Linked DNA regions of Hordeum vulgare: region 2 is linked to region 1. The links are chromatin contacts, called in public Hi-C maps. All regions are on one chromosome and are shown on one strand. The core of a region is the stretch at or near the end of the contact, and the rest is flanking DNA. Distances in the headings are between cores, read along the strand shown.

Region 1 (4,968 bases), core at 928-3,427:
TGCGCGACGCGCCAAACCAGGCAACCAGCGTGCGGCAAACATGCTTTTTGGCGCGGCGCGAAGCGCGGCTGTTGGAGATGCTCTAAAAGGGTCCAAATAAGGGTCCAAATAAGAACGGTAATGCTGTCATGCTTCACCCGCAAAAAAAGAAGGGTACTGTTGCCATGCAAGTCTGAAGAAATTGTTACCCTCCTACAACTAAAATTGTTATAAAAATATTCGTAATTCCCACCCCAATGAATGCTTTTTTTTTTTTAGAGAAACCGCAGTGAATGTTGGCCAGCTAAGAGTGTCAAAATTATAACGCACCGTGCGGTTGTCGACAGTACAGCAGCCTACATGCAGTCCCAGTGAAATACCAGCCTCTTAAACCCGTGAATATGGAGCAAAGTCAACGTGGCAACAGGTGGTTAACTCCCATCCCGTTCTTCACGCCCGGGCTGCCTCCCCCACCAGGTTCATCGAACCTGGACACGGTTTGACTCTCCCTCCCCTCTCTCTTTTCGCTTCTTCTTCCTCCCATCTTTTAAATAGTGATGAAGGAGCTGTCGTAGATCTCCTGACCCACAATCGCGTCCACGTTCGGAGCGACCCTCCACCATCCAATCTGCTGGAAGGTATAGTCGGAGTAGAGCACCGGTGGGGCCCAGGAAAAGCGAGGAGGAAAAGGTCTGGAGCTCCACGAAGGTGCTCCCAGAGGAACAGCACGGTAAGAAGAAAGACCACTTGTTCCTTCTTTTCGATTTCTCTCCATATTTTTTCTCTCTCTTTTTGCACATCTCAGCAGGGAATAAGCCCCACAGAAAAGCTGTTTTTCGACCGCGTATTCGTAAAGGGTTTTAGTCCCTGCCTTTCTTTTATCACCTCCTCTCTGTTCTTTGGGTGACTGTTTTCTTTCTCGGGGCATCAGGGTTCAGTCTTCAGTGATCTAGATGATTTCCGGAATGTTAAACAAGAACTGTTTTCCTTTGATTTCTATGATGATAGGATCACTGGATCAGACACTACAGTGACTTATTCTTATGTTGTTTATTTTTATCTTGGGTTTTGACCGGGGAGTTTTATGTGATTTCCCAGTGTTTTTCATGAACGAATACTTCCATTTTATCATGCGCGCACTCTAAAAAACTGCCATTCTATCATGCATGGGCATGGGTGGAATATGATCTACACAGAGCAGTTACTGTGTCGCTCAACATTGTAGATGCTCCTATCCTGAAACTGTATTGAAAATAGCAGAGCACACTGGGCCACCACTAGAATGGAAAAAGGCTACAGCTGCAACGTGTGCTTAGGGCCAAGGTTCGTCCGCAAGCGAGTGATGAGAGCCACCGAGAGTGCAAGGAAGGAATCTGTTAGGCAGAGAAGCGCGTAGGTTGGCGCTGTGCATTTCAGGGCCGTCCACCATGTCGCCCAGCCTCATCGCATATCGCTTCTTTGACCAGGTTCATGCAATCGGCAGACCGCATTTTCCAAAAATACTACGAGTATTGGTTAATTAGGGAAGACAAAGAAAATAAACCAATATAATCGAGCTATTATTGCGACGACTAACTGTGTCGATCTGCAGTCTGATCCTGCACTTCTGCTGCTGCAGATCATGTTCAGATGGTGTGTAACTAGAGTTAACAACTGCATTATTGGGGCCTGCAACCTGCCTAGTCCAGGAGACAGACTATATTATAAGGTGTAGCATGCCATTAGCAGTGGAACTTGCACATAACTAGGGTTAGAAAAATCTATTTTTGTTCCCTTGATGACTGGATCAACTGTTTTAGAAACAAGGGGTCCTCCTACCGATTTCCGTTGAAGAAACCGCCAACTAGTTCAGTACAGCAGTACATCAGAATAAGAAGCAAAAGAAAGAGAGATTCTCGCAAACTATGCTTGTGTAACACATGCACAAACATAGGGCAGGCTAGAAATAGCCGCAGGCTAAAAATTGCAGTGGACGGTGCTCTTCTGAATCCTTAAGTTTCTGTATGGCTTCACAAGTCATAACACATGCATTTGGGTAAGCCTAAATGTTAAAATTGCACAAGTCTGGGTCCCTTTATGTCTTATACTTTCTATTCATTGGATTTTGATTGCGCATTAAGCCAACGTGTGCATGACTCGACGGTCCAGGAAGGAAATCGTTCCTTTTCAGCTAGAAAAACTGCCAACATTTCAAAACTGTATTTGATGAAGATTGCTACCTGCTAGCATATCTTAATAAGTTTCCCATGTAGGAATACATAACATACACCCATTTGCTCAAGTCCACTCTGGCCCATATGAGTTTTCTTCAATCACATTCAAGCACACACAGAGAGCTGAAACCCAGTTTCATTGTTCCTTCTGTCACCTGTCGCTGAAACCGTTTGATTGTTTACGCAGAAATGATTTACAAGTTCAGCAAGTGATGAGCTGTGAGAATAACCTATTCATTAGGGTAGGCGTTCCCCGCGCTATGTTGAATGTGGTGCGATTTTCGACGCAGATGCATAATTTGCAGCTTAACTTATCTCTTGGCCCTCCAATTAAAATATAGGAGTTGACCTTCATCACAGGCGCCGGAGCTTCTCTGCATCTATATATAATGGACATTCCCTGGCTTCTGAAAAATCACCACAAAGCAGCAGGCCTTTGTCTTTGTGGGCTGAGTTTCTCCAGTAGTCATACACTCATACTTGTGTATGTTTTCTTCCTTTCGTCTATTAGTTCTTCATTCACGGTGAAGAATGATATGCAATGATCAGTGGTGTTGGCTGCTTCCATTCTTGATATATATTGTTGTTCATGCATATGAGTTTCTGATTCCTTCCTTCAGTTCTGAAGAAGACCCTTGGTCTTGGTTTCCTTGATGTAATTTGTTTCATTCAGTTCAGAGCTTAGTTGCACCATGCATGTAGAGGGTCATGCATGTCCATGCATGTCCATGCGTGTGTGTATGCTTTATTTGATTATTAGTACTAATGATTTCTCCGTCTAAATTACATGGAGAGTTCGTTTACATCTAACTTCAGTTCTGCACTAATATATGTTAATTATCTCACTCGTTGCTTCATCTTCAGGCAAACGTATCCGTCTGCACATAGGCGCACGCAACGTCCGCAAGAATGCCGAGAACCGTGTCGGACGGAGGCGAAGATTTCGATGGCGACGTCTGCAGCCAGACGGCGTCGCAACGTCACACCGACAGCACCCACCACCACCATGGCTACAAGGTCGGGTTCCCGCCGGCCAAGGGCGTCTTTGCCGAGTTTGCCGAGGGGGTGAAGGAGACGTTCTTCGCCGACGACCCGCTGCGGGAGTACAAGGACCAGCCGAGGTCCAAGAAGCTGTGGCTCAGCCTGGTGCACCTCTTCCCGGTGCTGGACTGGAGCAGGAGCTACACCTTCGGCAAGTTCAAGGGGGACTTGGTCGCCGGCCTCACCATCGCCAGCCTCTGCATACCTCAGGTAGCTGGCCGGCTGTTCTTCTTGCATGCAGCAATCACGGTACAGTTGGTTGGTTTGTCCACTCCGGCATGCGTTCTCATGGTGTCTACTCTTATCTTGCACCAGGACATTGGTTATGCCAAGCTTGCCAACCTGCAGCCACATGTTGGACTGTGTAAGTTCACATGAAACACGGTAGAATGCCCAGTTTTGCTCCTGCAAGTATGCATGCAACTAGAATGACCAGAGTTTTGCTGGGTCCTTTTCGCAGATAGTAGCTTCGTCCCGCCTTTGATATACGCCCTGATGGGCAGTTCCAGGGACATAGCCATCGGTCCAGTGGCCGTCGTGTCGCTGTTGCTCGGCACTCTCCTCCAGGAAGAGATCGACCCCGTCAAGAATCCACTTGAGTACAGCCGGCTGGCGTTCACCGCAACCTTCTTCGCAGGGATCACTCAGGCAATGCTCGGATTCTTCAGGTGCGCATGGCGACATGGTCCCCCGGTGCCTGTTAACTTGCCAGTTCATGATGACATATTGGCATGAACACTTGAATACGTCATCTGTTTTATGTAGTCTCTGACCGGACTCTGCTGCAGGCTAGGGTTTATCATAGAGTTCTTGTCTCATGCGGCCATCGTCGGGTTCATGGCCGGTGCCGCAATCACCATTGCCCTTCAGCAGCTGAAAGGCTTACTTGGCATAGCGAAATTCACTAAGAAGTCTGATATCATATCGGTCATGGAATCGGTATGGGGAAATGTTCAACATGGGGTAAGATATCATACCTTTTGTATACATTTAACTTCCGGGATAAAATCAAATATTTCATAAAACTTACGCTTGCGGTGTTGATTCAGTGGAACTGGCAGACGATATTGATTGGATCGTCCTTCTTGGCATTTCTTCTAACTACAAAATACATTGTAAGATAATAATACATGTGCGTAATTTCATCTTAGTTCTCCTTGACTACTTGTGATGATCATGCTGTTCCATTGGGATAATTCAGGCCAAGAAGAATAAAAAGCTCTTCTGGGTTTCTGCAATCGCTCCTCTCATTTCAGTGGTCATATCCACCTTTTGTGTGTACATCACCCGTGCGGACAAGCAGGGCGTTGCAATTGTAAGTCGTACTTGACTACTCGCCACTTTTGCCATCGGAGTAACTGTGGTAACAAGTTAGTCGAAGACAAACAATATGGGCTAATCACTAATTAATTGCAGGTCAAGAATATAAAACAAGGCATCAATCCACCTTCATTTGATCTCATATATTGGTCTGGCCCATACTTGGCGAAAGGATTCAGAATTGGTGTAGTATCCGGAATGGTTGCCCTTACGGTAATAAAAACTTCATTGCCTTTTCAGTTTCAATTTTTTCCGCATGGATTTCTTTTAGGACATCCAACAATGTGTCAAAACTAATGCAAACCTTTTAGGAAGCAATTGCAATTGGAAGAACATTTGCTGCCATGAAGGACTACCAAATAGACGGGAACAAAGAAATGGTGGCTCTAGGAACCATGAACATTGTTGGTTCAAT
Region 2 (5,216 bases), core at 2,068-4,567, 81 kb before region 1:
GAATGGGGCACTACATGCAGCAGTACTCTATGTGGGCATGTGGCTTCAGAGTTCAGACCATCTGACTCATTAGGCAAGTGATCGAACTGGGACAGAATATGGAGTTCTGCATTTGCCTCATTTCCCCCCTTAATCCTCTAGAGATTGGACAGTTAAATAATTTCTCAGATATCCCATGTTCCCAAAACCATATATCAACTAGTCAACCCACTCTGTTTTTCAACCTCCCGAATTTCAACCTCCCGATGTTTACAAATTTGTTACATAATCTTCTTGTGTTTCTACAGTCATAGCTAAAAGGCATAAGCGATGGCATGCAGAAAAAGCCTAGGTGATTTTGACTTCGATGGCATGTCAGATTCCACCCGCTTCAAAATAAGAGTGAATTTCGGTTTTTACCCCCTAATTTAGCATTTTTGAAATTAGTTATCTCATTTAACAAATTTTCATCCAGATTACCCCATTTAGTGACAATCTTCGACTGTTTTTACCCCTTTTAAATTTTAAGAGCCTTATTGCAGCAATCGTGTTTTACTCGAGAGTCAAGACTAAGAGCATCTCCAACAGGCGCGCTATACAAGCGCCGCGCCGTAAAAAAGACAGTTTTTAGCGCGCGCGCAACGCGGCGGCAGCTCCAGCGGGCGCGTAAAAACGTCGCGCGCGCCATTTCCAATTTAGCGCGCTGGCCGAAACGCAATCCCGCGCCCATTATTTGTTGTGCCGGCTCCCGCGCGCGCGACTCTCCCGCGCTCGCTCCTGCTCTCTCGTGCGCTCGCTCCTACTCTCTCATACGCTCGCTCCTGCACTCTCGCGACCGCGCCGCCGCCCCATCCGACCGCGCATGGCATGGCATGGACGACAAAGAGCATGATTTGATTGCATTATTTGTATTGTATTGTTCATGAACTATTGGTTGTGTTTATTGCATTATTTGTTGTACTGAACGATAAACTATTTGTTTGAGTTGTAATAACTATTTATTGTTGATTTATTTTGTTTGTTTGATCGTTTTTTTCCTATTTTTTGAAATGTATATGTGGTTTGTGCGTGCTGCGCGCGCTGCATTTTTGGACACTGCTGGAGCGGCGCGCGCGCGCTGCATTATAGCGCGGCTGTTGGAGCCAGCGCCTATCCCTGCGCTAAACCAGCCGGCGCGCGCGCTGTAAATACAATTTTTGGGCGCGGCGCGAAGCGCGGCTGTTGGAGATGCTCTAAGTGCCCAAGCATATATTTCTATTAAAAGAAGAAATCTCATCATATTATGTTAATAACTTGTAGTGCTAATTTAAATCGACACGTTTTATTGGAGCCCTACTAAAAAACACGTGTTCGACAATAGCACTACAGATCTGTAAAACAGAATGTGATGTTTTTATTTGATGATTTACCTAAGCATAAAATAAATGCTTCCTCCAATGTTTTGCATCGAGGAAAAAAACTAAATATCATCACATCAAACCTACGAACCACAACCCACACAATGTAAAATTGAACGTACCTGATCGTTCAAGATAACTGTTCGTCTTTCCTGCGATATGATGCACACATAGACCTGACAGCTATGAGAAAAAGACCAGGTGTGGCTACACCAAGTGACTGGTTCGGGCATTGGAAGAAACGTCAAGAGGAATCTGATTGCAGGGAGTTAGCTGGAAGATCGCTTTGAAAAGAATTACTGAGGTAAAAACTGACAATTTTTTTCTAAATGGAGTAATCTGGATGAAAATTTGTTAAATGGGATAATTAGTGTCAAAAATATTAAAGTAAGGGATAAAAACTGGAATTCACTCTCAAGATAACAACTTATGTTTCGGTGAAGCTTCTCATTTTAGAGAGATGTATTTCGAAGAAGGTGGCTGATGCTAATTGAACTGACAATTGACTCACTTACTTTATGACCAAGCTAGCCTAAATCAGCAAACAAGCATGTTAGGCATTGCTCTATTTTTTGTGCAACATAATTCATATTATTCTAGTGTTATCATGAAGGGATCTTATATATAGTACGTACTAAAATATGCATGTACAGCCCACACACCAGCCCCAGCTTCTCAATAATTGAAGAATTATGCTTCTGAGGGCGGACAGTTCCTAAACATGTAGCAAGTGAGATACTCCTATCAGATATGGATAATGGGAGGCATGAGCAAACCGAACATACATTTTGCTCGCTTGTCAACGGCCGGTGCCCTTGCGCACCAGGCATGGGCAAAGCCAGGGTATCTGTTGCGGTGGCGGCTCCATTCACTGTTGAGTTTGTCAGATTTGAGTTAGGATCAACTGAACCTAATTCCACAATTCAGCAGCAGTAGCACTCTATTGCCCACCAGATCTGCTGGCTACGCTGCAGTGTAGATTAGTTTTGGCTTGATTTTGGCTTCTATCGGTGCTTGCTAGCCTAGCTTCTAGTTTTGGGCTCTGCCTTGCGGTTTTGTTTTGGTTCCGCTTTGTAGGCCTTTGTGCCTTCTTGCAGTGCTTCTTCTAATACTTTCTTCGTCCGGAATTACTTGTCGCAAAAATAATAGAAATAGATGTATCTGAGACTAAAATACATCTAGATACATTTATTTTTCGGACAAGTATTTTCAGACGAAGGGATTACTAAAGACATGAACACCCGATGCGTGTTCGAGAAAAAAAAAAGATCTACAATGCTGGGACCCGAGACGTACGTACGTCTCATCGATCCGTTGCCGGGGCGCCACGTACGTATTGGCCGATGACGCCCGAATGAGAATGACCATTGCACGTACAAAGGGGCATCATCTGTAGCCACTAGACCGCCAGAAGAATGTCAACCGCGCTTCTGTGGACGCACAGGCGATATACGGCTTAGATAAGCATTAACAAATCATGATAAGGCCAGTGATGTCGTGTAGGGTACTATTTTGGTTAGTATTTGTAACACATCCATCCGTATTAATTAGCACTACAATTTGTGTGGTCTTGAGCTAACTTGCCATGCATGTACTCCCTCCACTCTCTAAATATAAGTCTTTGTTTCACTAATGAAGTACATATGCATGTGTATAGACATATTTTAAAATGTATATTCATTCATTTTGTTTCGTATTTAGATCCTCAGTGAAAAAATTTAAAAGGCTTATATTTAAGAATGGAGGGAGTATATATCTATGCTGGATCAACCTACCTACCACTGAAAGTGTGTCATTGGTGACGGCACAGTCTGCAGACGTAGGCCGATGAAAAATCGCAGAAAAAAGCTCGCAATCATGCAGACTAGGCGTGACCGCGATGGGCGATTCAACGCTCGATACTATAGGTGGCAGCCGCGAACTGGAAAGAGATCGGATGCGTCCATTTGCACTGGCGGTCAAACCTAGCTTTCCATGATGGTTGATGGATGCATGGCTGATGGCTCATCCCGGGTTTAGTGCACCGCATGAAGAAGCAGCAGCAGCAGCAGCAGCCAAGAAGGCGAGGTAACAACGTGCGTCCTTCAGTTGGGCACTTCTTCCTTTCTTTCGATCGGCAACTGCCTAAGGTGACGGCCGCCGTGACGGCATTGTGCACAAGCCGTCACGGAGCAGTATAGAAAATGCATGGTGGAGCTTTTTCTGCACCATCATGCGTGCAACTTTTGCATAAGAAACCTCTTGTCAGAAGAAAAAAGGTCAAGAAACGCAACGTTCAAACTTTCAAAGTGCCGCCTCGCGGCCGTCGCCAAGTAGCCGTGTAAGGATCTCTCTCAGCTACCAGACAAGAACTAGGCAAATCAACGGATTATTGATGTTCCTCCCAGCCTTCCTCACTGCAATTTCGAATTACAAGCCGAATTCAGTTGGCTGAAGCCACCATCTTCCCTGCCAAGGAAAGGTGGCTACAGAACACACACTTAAACTTTTTCGGGTACAACCTTTAACGGCCCGGTTTGCAGGGGCGGATCCAGGATTTTAGCATGAGGGGGCGAAGAAGAGTATGAAGAGTTTTTTTTCTCCGCGAATATATAGACATAAGAGGAATGCAAGATAATATATGTTTTGGCCAATGAACATACAAGAGGAGCGTAAGATGACATCTATTTTTGTAAACAGAAGAAGGAAAGTAGATTTCTATTAGATTAATGTAGATCATATACGCCTAAACAAGTGCAAGAAAGTCGATAATCACGTATGGTGTGGTTTCTGTTTTAGCTTGTTGTGTCATTCTACTTGTGCTAGAATATTTGATCGGTAGAGATTGAAGCTACCCATAAAAAAATTTAAGATTGAAGCTATTATGTATACTAGCTAGTCTACAATCTATAATCAACCCGATGAACGGTAACTAGCATCTCTCGCAGTTCGTACAAATGTATTAGTGGTAATAACTTAGCCACATGGAATAGAAATCTACAACGCCTTGAGTATGAAATAGTACCTCCGATCCGACGTGAGACATATTGTGCAGCCTTGAGTGTGAAATTTGAAGCCGCTAATACAGGGAATCAAGAGATGGACACAGACGCAGGTCCCACGCAACAAGCAACGAGGGATGTCGATCAGATCTGCGATAAAGCGCCGCCAGTGGCTGGCGATGCCCTACTACGGGTTGAATCTGGTGAAACAGCGGCAGGACTAGTCAATACATCTAGTCCATACCTAAGCATTCTTTCGCTAACTAGGCTTGGGCCTGTTTCGAGCTATTGGGCCAGCTAATGATGACTGTAAGTACTAATTAATCTGAATATATTGTTCGATATACCCACACCTAGTCCCCGCTAATGTTCGATGGGGGTGCCCAATCGATAGGGGGGTCTGGCCCCCGCTCGCCCCCCCCCCCCCCCCACTAGCTCCGCCCCTGCCGGTTTGGGCCTACAAGGCACTGAGGAACACGCTTTAGACTAGCGGGGCATGGTGTCGGCCCATGATTTGAAGCTCCCATTTCTCGCATGTCTTTTTGGTCATCTTCTTCACGTTGCCACATCCCCCCACCCCCGTCATACGTTAAAAACTGGCATGCCCCCAAGCCTGTGCTCTCGGGAACGGTTGCCATAAAAGAGTTGACGTCTTCCCAAGTAGCCTCCTATAGAATAGAATCACTCCATTTAGACCAGAGCTTGAGCAATAGTATGAACCAAGGCGACGCATTGCAAAATGCGCACAAGTATAAGTAGAGAAGCATTGTTGGAAGGCAGAGATGTCTGTACCTCAAGAGGAGGCCTGATACATTGGTTGAGTTGTGAAACAGAACTTTGTTGGACTCTCGCAGTTGTA

The links. A called contact is a pair of places that touch in the nucleus more often than the background predicts.
Region 2: a Hi-C map of leaf shows a contact between it and region 1, with 1.7 times the contacts expected there. The contact joins the enhancer-like site here to the promoter of LOC123449437 in region 1. A contact is called at or near these places in 2 of 6 Hi-C or Micro-C datasets (leaf and seedling).

What each region holds. Positions count from the first base shown.
Region 1 is chr4H:550,021,628-550,026,595 of MorexV3_pseudomolecules_assembly, reverse strand. It overlaps LOC123449437 (sulfate transporter 1.2-like), which reads left to right and starts at 2,177. Exons shown (of 12, transcript XM_045126667.1): 1 at 2,177-3,597; 2 at 3,694-3,901; 3 at 4,022-4,196; 4 at 4,283-4,348; 5 at 4,435-4,548; 6 at 4,650-4,766; 7 at 4,865-4,968. The coding sequence starts at 3,102.
Region 2 is chr4H:550,103,567-550,108,782 of MorexV3_pseudomolecules_assembly, reverse strand. No RefSeq gene overlaps it. Among protein-coding and RNA genes, the nearest start is that of LOC123449437, 82 kb to the right of the region's middle. Within about 2 kb of position 3,317, at least 2 of the 3 cell types and tissues checked have open chromatin away from gene starts, as enhancers often do. A contact at or near this core is called in leaf, where this site is marked.